Linked DNA regions of Anas platyrhynchos: region 1 is linked to region 2. A link is a contact called in public Hi-C data. All regions are on one chromosome and are shown on one strand. Each heading gives the region's core, a stretch centred on a gene start, on an enhancer-like site or on the middle of the called end of the contact. The rest is flanking DNA. Distances are from core to core; before and after follow the strand shown.

The links. Hi-C and Micro-C count contacts between places; a contact is called where the count stands out from the background.
Region 1: a Hi-C map of skeletal muscle shows a contact between it and region 2, with 2.4 times the contacts expected there. The contact joins two enhancer-like sites. A contact is called at or near these places in 2 of 8 Hi-C or Micro-C datasets (skeletal muscle and subcutaneous adipose tissue).

Annotation. Positions count from the first base shown.
Region 1 is chr8:36,665,004-36,670,530 of IASCAAS_PekinDuck_T2T, forward strand. It overlaps TM2D1 (TM2 domain containing 1), which reads right to left. Exons shown (of 7, transcript XM_072041448.1): 4 at 5,517-5,527; 5 at 2,041-2,114; 6 at 700-818. The coding sequence ends at 708. Among named protein-coding and RNA genes, the nearest start is that of TM2D1, 9.7 kb to the right of the region's middle. Within about 2 kb of position 3,923, at least 3 of the 8 cell types and tissues checked have an H3K27ac peak or open chromatin away from gene starts, as enhancers often do. A contact at or near this core is called in subcutaneous adipose tissue, where this site is marked.
Region 2 is chr8:36,402,712-36,408,232 of IASCAAS_PekinDuck_T2T, forward strand. The region is part of intron 3 of NFIA (nuclear factor I A); the gene reads left to right. Among named protein-coding and RNA genes, the nearest start is that of NFIA, 130 kb to the left of the region's middle. Within about 2 kb of position 2,365, at least 1 of the 8 cell types and tissues checked has an H3K27ac peak or open chromatin away from gene starts, as enhancers often do. A contact at or near this core is called in subcutaneous adipose tissue, where this site is marked.

The DNA.
Region 1 (5,527 bases), core at 2,673-5,172, 260 kb after region 2:
CTACATTCATCCACCTTCCTATTTTGAGATGTGTCACCCATGGTTCTATTTTTTATGCCTACTTATTCGTACTGCTGATCAGCATTGACCAAATTTTCCAGCTTCACCAAAAATTCTCTTTAAGCTTTACAGAAAGAGTTCATTCAATTAATAGGATTTCACAGAATGTGCTGGCACAAGTTTTAGAGCCACTTGGATTTTAACTAGCAGGGTACAGAGAAAAGCAGTTTCCATGGTTTGGGATATTTCAGTTCACTTCCAAACTGCTACTCATAGTTCTGAAAACAACCCCTGAGTGTAATCCTGGCCCATCCACGCTAAAACTTTCATCAGTTTCAATGGAGTAAAGATCAGTATAGTTGTTCTGAACAATCCTTTCCTTGCCTCTCTATAACCCCCTAAATTACACCGACAGAGACACAGAACAACACCAGTGCAAATTGCAGAAGTCTGCACATTTCACAATGGTACAACTTCACAACCTTGTACACGCTCACAGAAACAGAGCAGTCAAAGGAACTTGGCACCTTTGTAGTAAACTCATTCACTTGATGAATTTTCATCTTTTCCCATCTTTGTTCAATGGACATTTAATATTCAGTTCTGATGAAGTGCAATTAATAAGTCATCAGCGACTTCAGTGGACGACTGGATCCATCTGTAAAGTAAAATGCACTTACACAGACACGAGACACTTACTGCCAGGGTTACGGGTAGCTCTGCATTTTCCTGAATGTTGCGTTGGTAATCGTGAGCCGCGTGAGCCTTGCTCCGTAGTAGTCTATAATGTAACTAGAGCCATCAGAAGGTCCAACAATCTACAAGAGAAAAAGAACCAAGACTTTTCAATACAAAGTGAAATATACACTTTGTGCTAATGTCTCAATTACTGCTAATTTTCCCATCATAAAATTAGTCATGCTTAATTAGTCAAACAGAAACTAGATTTATTTTGAAGTTATGCTGTAGTTTAACTATTTTAGAGAGCGCTGTCTCAGACTGAACATTTCCCTGGGGCTTCTAATCAACCAAATTACACAGCCAGGCGCTGGTACTAGGTTAAGCTGATGAGGATTTGAGTCACAAAATCAGCCTTACAAACGAGTGGGCTCCAAACCACTTTTCTTGAACAAAGGAAAGTAGGTAGGAGATAATTAGGTTGATGACAAGTATCTTTGAAGTACTGCACAGGTAAGAAAGAGAGATGGAGAGAAGATCATGGCTTATTTGTTCTGGGAATGTTAAATTGATATAGAGTCACCAGGGAGATGAATAAGGGGAGATGAACGATACTCTCGGTTGTGTCTGTAAGTGACATGAGGCAAAATCACAATGGTAGTATAAAAGGGAACTTGAGGATACACGTATTTTAAAAGTTAAATATTTTTCTATAAACCCATACAAACAATTTCTATATCCTCAATGCATTCTGAGTTCATCATGGGAAACGAATCATTTGTGCTATATGGCTGCACTGTAAAATAAGAGAATTTGGCAATTTCACAATTTGGCAATGTCACAAGAGGTCACCCCAGCCAGGGATTTAATCACCAAGAATCCTACAGTAACAGCTCTTGGGTGACACGGGACTTATATCTGAAGAGGCAGGGGAAAAAAAATGTCAGTCTTCTCTCCTGCACACTGCCTTGAAACACCGACGATAGGCTCCATCAGTAACAAAGCCCATGCAAATGCTGAACTTCAGGATTCTGGAAACACCAGACTTTTTCTCATGAAAAATCTAACACTGTGTCTCACAAAAAGAGCCTGTAGGTTCTGACAAAGTGAATTTACAGCGAAACAGCTTCCAAGCTATTCATTTTAAGTATTGCAAGACAGCTAATTTATCTAATTTTTCATACAAGCAACAAATACATTTTGTATCTATATTCTACAATGTTAATCTATAACGACAGCTAAAATAGATGCCTTGACTTTTCAAGACACAGAAGTTCTTAAGGCTAAAATGCTAACAAAGAATTAGTAATCAAAACTTTAGCAAACACAGATTTGTATCTTGCTTTGAAAGCACAGACTTACCTGCATTGAAATCAGTATGAAATCAATTAGGCTACCAATTCCACAAAACCCTACTGTGCAGAACTTTAACAAACCTAAAAAAAAAAAAAAAAAAAATTAACAGTAGCTTTAAACCAGCGACTATGAAGCTCACATTGCTGGTTGCAATCACATCCCAACCCTCCGCTATATGTACAAGTCTAGAAACAGAACTGAAGTTATAGATCATTAAGTGTCAGGGAATAATAAAGTTATATATATGTATATATTCATATTTCTGCATCCTGAATACACTTGAAAGATTTTAAACTAACAACTTTTACTAGAACAAAGAAATACTCTTAAACAAGACAAAAGTTGATAAGCAAGTTACTGGAAAATTTCCCTTCTTCGATCAAACAGAGAAAAAAAAATCTAAACTTGAGCTGCAAAATTTACTTCTGAATAGAGGGAGACTTTCTATCACCTCTTGAGTTGCTGCACACAGTGATTTGATTTCAGAACATGCTACTTTGGCAAACCATTTTAGTATCACTTTTCTATTTTTGCTGAAATAGGAATTTTATTTGAATATATTTATACACATATATATAGAAACACTTCTTTTTAAGCAGCATTCAAAAAAAGTTGTTTTTTGTGCAAATAAATGAAAGAGTCATAGAAAACATGGGAATAGCAACTAACAGATAAATGTTTCATGGGAAGTTGCAATGAAAGGCAGACTACTTTTGGTGTTTTCAGAAGACTGATTTAACTTTTTTATTTAATACCAGTAGTTTCTTGTACAATGAGTGTAATACAGTGAGTACTGTATATATTACAAGATAAAACTTAGCTGAGCTAGGCAAACATTGACGTTACTTAAAGATTAAAAGGCATTTGTCTCTTTACCTAGGAACAGCCAGTATGAAGAGGAATGCTTATCTGTTGCACTTAAGTCAGTTCCAGGCTATGCTGTTCGGGGGAAACACAGTTCCCTGCTAAAAAGTAGATCCTTACTGTGCTTATAGGCACCAGCACACTTTGAGGCAAGAAACAAGCACATCGGTAACATCGGCCAGTGCAGCCTCGCATGGCACCTCTTCCCCAAGGGAGCTGGCACAGCAACAAGTTGTGTTGTGCTGCACAGTGCCTGGCAATGAGAAAGCACAGCAGTTTTCCAAAGGATGAGCCTGCTCTCGCTCAAATACCTGAAGGTCTCTTGACCTCTGTCTCTTCCTTTCAGCTCCCCCTCTCTCCGAAGCAGCAATCTGTCCAGAACACCACCTCCGCTCCCCAGTGCCCCATTTGTGCGGCTGCACAGGGAAAAGCGTGGCAGGATAGCTGCTTGCACACTGTGGGAAGAGCATCCCACTGTCTGCAGATAGCTCCCATGGTTGACAAGATGAAGCTGGCTGATTTATAAACTCTACGGAGGCCGTTTATCATCATTCCATGGACCGACAGTACAGTCAGAACAGTGAACATGTATCTAATGACCAAGAGGATGAAGGAGTGATAGCAGGATGGTCTTTCAGCTGATTAAAAGAAAAGCCTATGCGCATATTACAGCTGAAGTTGCGTCACTTAAATGTGTAAAACCTCAGTGTATCAATGTTTAAAATACCTCATTCCCAGGGGCTGACGTGTGAGACTTGCAGCAGCCAGACATGGTTTGCCTGGCATAGCGTAACAAAACAGAAGGGAAACAGCCAGCTAAATAAATACTGGCCTTAGGAAACTGCAGTTAAAACAATTAAATAATATCAAATCTTTGGTGAACACATTTAGTTTGTTATTATCTCTGAATCAAGTGCGGTCAGCATTTAAAACACTTATTTGTGATGCTCATTCTGCCACCTCCTCTCAGGCTTCAGTCCTGGACCTCACCCTCAGCTGGCACTGCTGGTCCCAGCTGCTCCAGTTCACTTGAGGAACTGGCTGCGTCCCGCGGAGCCGTCCTGCAGTACATTACTGGATGCAGAACTATTTCTGAACTTGGCATATGTTTCTGGAGTGCAGGGTAAAGTTGATTTTTTTTTTCTTCCTCCTCACTTTCCTCCCCAACAAGCAGATCACACTGAGAAAATAAACTGCTCTAAAGCATGGAGGGAAAAAGCAGTGCTCTTAGGCAGTAATAACTTCTGGTTTAGTTCACAGTGTGTGGGAGAGGAAGAGGTTGCCTTCCTGGCTTCTTCACACTCAATAGCATGTTTGCATTTGTGCTCTCTTTAACCAAAAGAGAAGGCAAAAAAGCGAAGGAGCATTTACAGTCTTCATAATTCTTGCACAAAATATTTCAATGTTATTCCCTTTATCATTTTTGCCAAAGCATGGATGACCTCCAGAAATATTTACTACAGTCAAGGAATCCAACCTACTGATTTTATTTCTCTTTTCTATTCTTACCTATTTGCTTTTTCCTTCTTTGGCTTTCAAAAGCTTGAGAACCTGTCTTTAGAGGAGTTTAATTTTACATCTGTTAACTCTGGTTACAGTGTATTCCAGTGGGGTTAGCAAACATGAGCCATACAGCACTTCTATGTAAGAACAGAGTATTTATAAATCTACAGTACTGCAGTATAACTACAAAATAACTACTGCAAATTATTATTCCAAATCCAGTGATATAACAAAAGGTGCACCCGAGTGACTGATTCCCAAAATAATACTTCTTTGTGAAAGAGATGGACAAAATAAGTGCTAATTATAGAATTTCAAGGAAAAGAGACACAGGTGTTAACAAAAGATTAACTGGAAAGACAGATAATGTTAAAAAACATGAGGGTTTCTACTGGATGGGCAGAAACTCAAAACTCCCAGCTGAAGGGACAGCAACATGTATAGCTTTTTCCAATTCACTGCTCCACACTATCTAGACTTTAAATTTACTCCATTTGTCAGGCTCAGAAACAAAGAAAATCCAAGACAGTAAAAGTAGTTCTAACATACCAAGGTATTTGCATTACTTAAAAGCCATTGGCACCATCACCCTGGGAACCAGGTCCTAAAAGCAGTAAGTAGAGGTAGATCTTATTAAAGGTCCCAGCTTCTGCAGAACTATTATTAATACTACAAACTATCTTGAAGGTATTCGTTTACCAGAATAAATTCCATATCCCAAAACACTAGCTTTACAGTAAAGTTTGCCCTCAATTTTTCTGTTAAAATCAAGCATCATCAAGCAGCTGACACATCAGTCAAAACCACTCCTGTTGCAGTGGCTCACAGAGAATGCAGTGCTAAACATCAGTGTCAAGCAAACGTAAAGCAAAATGAATGACAATAATCATGTTTGCTTGTGAGGCAACCGCATATCCATTTGTCACCACTCACTCCAACAGCATAGGAGGCAGAGGTACATGATCCAGGATCTTATTTGCAATGAAGTAAGGATTTTAGTTGCAAATATAAAAACTACAACAGTCAGCACTTTTTATTCAAAATGCAAGTACACACAAATAACTCAGTCATTACAATATGCTTTAACACAAAGAAAAAACAAGAAATAAACTTACCTAAGGCAGGA
Region 2 (5,521 bases), core at 1,115-3,614:
AGTTAACCTTTGTTCATTAGTAGGCACTCAACCGAGAACTTTCTGGAGTTTTTTACTGCTTTGGAGTTCCTTCTGCTAATGTGATCAGATTGGAGGAAGGATTCGCAATGGAAGTAGTTAAATTTTGTGAAAGGTCACAGTTTTTAGAGACTCCATCAGTGGGCAGAGCCGGATGGCAGGCGACAGGAATTGATACTGCGATGCCCGATTTTTTTATTTATTTATTTATTTATTTATTTTGATAGACCTCGTTACGTGCTTTGGGTGAGAGTTGAGCTAGCCACATATTTGTGGTGGAGAAAATCTCTTAATCTTTTGGACAGGCGTTTTAAAACCTGGAATTTTAGTAAAACCGGGGAATGGCTTTTTACTTAAGTGAGTTATTTTTTCTGACTCTCTTAATACTTAGAATAGGAGTCAGAGAAGAAGCAAGAAGTCAGCTTTATTCCTGCGACTGTGAAAATTTACTTAGGGTCTAAATATGCTCTATGGCCAATTGCCTGGGTAACAGTATATAACGCATGACCTTGAACTTTAGGCAGGCCCACTTGATGTTCCGAGTGGCAGATTTAAAATATTTCTGCTTGGACCATCACAAAGATGCCCCGGTCGAAATAACGTGAAGATTGGTTCATAAAGCAAACGACTGCAGATAGTCAAAATACCCATGGAGGTATCACTTAGCTCCGCGTCCGAAAGGTACATCGCACTTTGCACCGTAATCTTTTAGTACAATTGTTATTGATTGTTGCTGCATTAATCCCGCTAATAGCCGCAGCCAGTCCGGCGCGTTGCAGCGGTGTGAGAGGTGTTCTGACAATACCGTACATCACGGAAAGAGCTGTCGCAGCGTCTCCAGCTCCTGCGATCTGCTTTGCAAAAGTCTGGTGTTCGGCTGTGGAAACTATTGCCGGCTCATATAGAACGCACACCATATTGTTTACTTAATTACGCCGTAGCGGAGGCTCGTTTTTAATTATTTAGATAACTTCCTCGTTTTGCTGTGATAGCACATTTATTATTTAATTTAAAATCAAAAGGGCCGCGCTACTGTTAGTTTTTGATGCATTTTACTTTTGTTTTGGCTACGTTATTGTCATTCCTTCATACAGTAATCCAGATAGCCGTGATATGCAGATTGGCCAGATGGTCATGTTAACAGATTGAGAACCCACTTCCCACTGCTAAAGAGCAGGTGTAAGATCAGTGCTTTTTTTTTTTTTTTTCCCCCTTTCCTCCCAAGTTTCAACCAAAATGCTCTTTAGACAGCTCATAATGGTAGTTAAAAAGGGGCACATTTCAAATGGTGTTTGTTCTGTGAAGATAATATGTAATATATATGTCGTTTTTACACGTATCTGAAGACTTTTAAAGCATCCGTGACATTTCCTTCTTATATAAGGCTTTTGAAAGCATAATTCCAATACATGGCTGTTCCAGCATACATCAGAAACGGTCTTTAAAGTTTTGTTTGTGATGTTAATGGTCCCTGTGCATTTCTACGGAACACACGGATTGCATTTACTTTTTCCGAAAAATGTTCAGCCAGCTCTGCAGCAAGTACTTCATACGTGTTCTGTGTGCTGGGCTCCCTGTGAATGTCTGGGGGAACCTGAACAATCCGGTATTTAGATGAGATTTGGAGACTCATAGGATGTTGGTTGTTTTTTTTTTTTCCATTCATTTTGGCCATTGTGAGATGTGTGTAAATTTAAGGAAAAAAAAAAGTGAAATTAGGTTGTCTCATGGTGTTTCTGTCCTTGAGGAAAAGGCAGATTTTGCATTACTGCAAAAGGCTGGTAAAAGGTGGCCGTACAATGCCAGTGCTGGAAGCCTGCATCTGTATCCCACTTGGAAGTGGATGTGGGAGATGCAAGCTGCAGCTCCTCGGCACCCCCAGTTCCCTGTACCCACCCATCGCCGGCGCGCATCCAGCTGCACGGCAATTACACACCCTGCATGGCACAGAAAGATATCTCCATCTATCGACACGTTCTGTTTCGGGGAGTGGGGCTGACGGCTTTCTGCAGGGCAGGAGATGACAGAAGCAGGATTTAGGTCGGGACAACTGCGCTCCCCGTGCCGTTGTAACCGAGCCGGTGAGTATCCGTGATAATGCGGACACTAACTGGTGCGGCACTCCGGACGGTCTGCTCCATCACGAACCCCTGGCAGGAGTTCAGTCATGTGGTTTAGCTTTCCCCTTTCTCCAACAACAACAACAGCAACAACAAATAAACACTGGATGAAGACGTGTGCAATCTGCCCAGGATGTTTTCCAGGTGATGGGTTAGGCTGGGAACAGCCTGCTGTTTCCGTGCCTTCCTGCCCAGGCGGGGCCGGAGGTGCAGGGCTGGGAGAAGCCCTTGGATGGAAGTCGGCACATACGGAGCAGTGAGGTTTGTGTGTTGGTGAGAGAGTTACCCAATGCTGCTGGCTTGTCTACAAGCGACTGCACTTTTATATTTCCCTTCTTTTCCACCCAATGATGAATAGCATTAATTTAGATCTATTTAAGGCGAGTGTGGGAGAAACCACAATCTTTGTTGTGGTCACTGCTGTACACAGCGGGGCTGAATGTTTCTCTTGGTTGAGGCCTCAAAGCTGAATCTGGAGAACCCAAAACATCATGTCAGCTTTTCAAACCCTTCAAAGAGACACTGGAATCCTAATTGTTCATAAAACCCACTATTTATTATTATGATTATGTATTTTCAATGTTTCTCTCCATTCGGATGTAAAGGAAAGGGCATCCCTCGCGTTGCCTGCCTGGAGCTGCTCTGCAGCTCCTCCTCCCCTCAGCACTTCCACTCCACGTAGCGGCCCAGGCAGCCACAACCAGCAGACAAAACCCAGCTCTCCCAACCCTCAGCCCTCCTCCGAGGAGCTGTGCTCGGCTGTGCACAGCCCACACCACGGCCCTTCGGGGGTGTCAGCCGTGGGGGTTCAGGGACCGTCCTTTGTAGGGCTGCTGCTGGGGTGTCCTTGCCCGGGGCTATGGGTCCGGCACTGCCCCCACCGCCGCTCAGCCCGGCGTGGGCAGGAGCTTGAGCCGCAGATTAAATTACAGGCTGTAAATTCAGGGCAAATTATTTTAGCCTCCTAACAGCAACCGACCCTGCGTGTTTCCTTATGATGGCGAGGACGCTGGGTAGGGGAGAGTTGGTGGTGGGGCTGAATCGCTTTGGCTTCTCTGTCCATGTGGTGTTCTTCATGCATTTTATCTGTGGTTAGTGTTAATTAATGGTAACCACCAAAAAGATGGCTTGATAACACACGATGTACGGGGGAACTTTGTCCGAGCCACGTATTGGGTGGGAGCATTTAGTGTGCCAGCCCGGTGAGTCCCCTCACCACACTGTAGTCCAGCAGGAAGATATAACAACATATTTTTATGTTTTTGGGGAGCCCTTCTAGCCCTATGGCTCCACGTGTATGTCAGGGGATGGGTGGGCGAGCTCAGCCCAGCGCAGAGGCCTGGCAGTCGGGCACACGGCAGGAGGACATGGCTGCCGCGGGGCAGGTCCGTGCCCGCGAGGCGCATGGGGGCCTCCATTTTGTGTGCCAGGCTCGGGTGTGCGAGTGCAAAATGGAGAACGGAGCAGGCTTGCTTTGTGTGCGTCGAGCCGGGCTTTGCCCACTGGATGGGGAAGGTGGGCTGGGGCTGGCCTGCTCACCGAGGCTCTTGGAGCTCAGGGAAAACGTAGATTTTTGAGAAAAGATTGCGAATCTGAGGCTCTTTTTACAGCTGGGTCTGTCCTGCACGCTCGCGCCTATGGAAAAGGAGCTGGCAGGCTGCTCGCTTGCATTTTCGCATTCGGGAAAAGTGCCCGTAGCCAAGCGTGGAGACTTGTGTTGCCTGTGGTCCCTGCGCCCCCTCAGGGCACGTAGGTCCTTCGGCAAGGCCTGGGAGGGGTGTCCTGAGGGTGTACATCCATGGGTTCCTCCTGGGGCAGCCGCTGCCTTCTCCAGGCCCTTCATGTCCACCTGGCGAGGTGGCCCTCGGGCCGGTGCAGAGGGCCCCGGGCAGGCATTTCTTCTTCCCCGTGGGCCTTTGGTGCACATCCGTGCCATCGGATTAGCAAGATAAAATCAAGACGGATTTAATGACATGCTATTCTGAAAGTTTCCTGGACTTCATTGTTCATAACTTGGACCCAGATCGGGTTATTTACACATGAGGATTAAAAAGCTGCAAACAACTGTGTGATTTTTGGGGCTGAAAGCAATTAGCATATGTGGGCAGGAGGATATACTGCATGTCTGCGTTCCTTTAAAATATAAATCACAGTTATTTAATTATGTTTTGAGAGGGCAGATTTAAGGATATACTGCAAAATGCATTACCTATTATACCAACATGATAATCTTATTAACCTTGCTTTCTACTTTTTAATTTTATTGTGCACCCTGTATAACTCTTACGATATCAGAAATAATTACTTGGAGAATACATGATGTCAGAGGTCCGATATGACATTTATCTTCACAAGTGAGGAGACGGCTATCTCGTGCATTGCATAACAGCATGGCAGGCATCAGATGGGGCCAACACCACAGAAAGGAAGCAAGATAAATAGCGTCAGATGTTATTTCATGTATGTGCGTGCTTTTGCAGATTTGTGTTATAGCTGAAGGCCAGCTTGACCAAACTTACTGAAATTTAGCATCCGTGGGCCTCCCCCACAGATTATAAAGGCTGAACACTGTACTTGCATGTACAACACAACACTCTTAGGTGAGCCGGTATTTCAGGGTAGCTCTGTATATTCAGCCCCAATCCACCCAGCTCGATCTGCTGCTAAAACCGTGCTGCCCATCCCATTCCTCCTAAGGGCAGTGCCCATCTCTTTTTCTGTCCTTCTCTCCTAATGTATGATATATGTTGATATTTCCCCCTTATTTTGTGAGGGAATGGGTGAGGGTGATGGGTGAGGGGAAACAAATGCCATAATAATATCCCTTTTCAGAAGAATATAGTTTAATTTTGTGTGTGCGTGCAGCAGCTGCCATTGGCAAGCTGTCGTCTTTGTTGCCATGGGCTTTTTTTTGCATGCGTGCCAGAACATGATTGGATGTTTCAGCATGTTCATGTTTTGGGGTGAGATATATCTGTAGTGAATCACAGAATTATCATTGGATTGGTGGGTTTCCAAGGCAGGATTATTCAGCCAGGTGAGCCGATGGCGTTGGAGAGAGCTGCGCGAGCCTGGTACCTGGTGGCTGCTTGGTCAGGTCAACGGTATAAAACTTACTGGCGCTTCAGATTTTTTGATGGTGTGAAAAGGTCATTCAAAAGTACCGCTGTGTGAGCGCTTTGAGCACAAGAGGACGTGTCATGGAGGTGTCCTCCAGCAGGACGCCCAGCAGGCACACCAGGAAGGCCACCAGCATTATCTGGGGTGGTTTTGCCCTGCCCTTCTCACCTCACTCTAGCCGATGCCGTGGGGCTCTGCATGCCGGGCCAGTGGCACCAGGGACTTTGTGGTCTCTGAGACCCCAGCCAGCAATGCACAGCTCT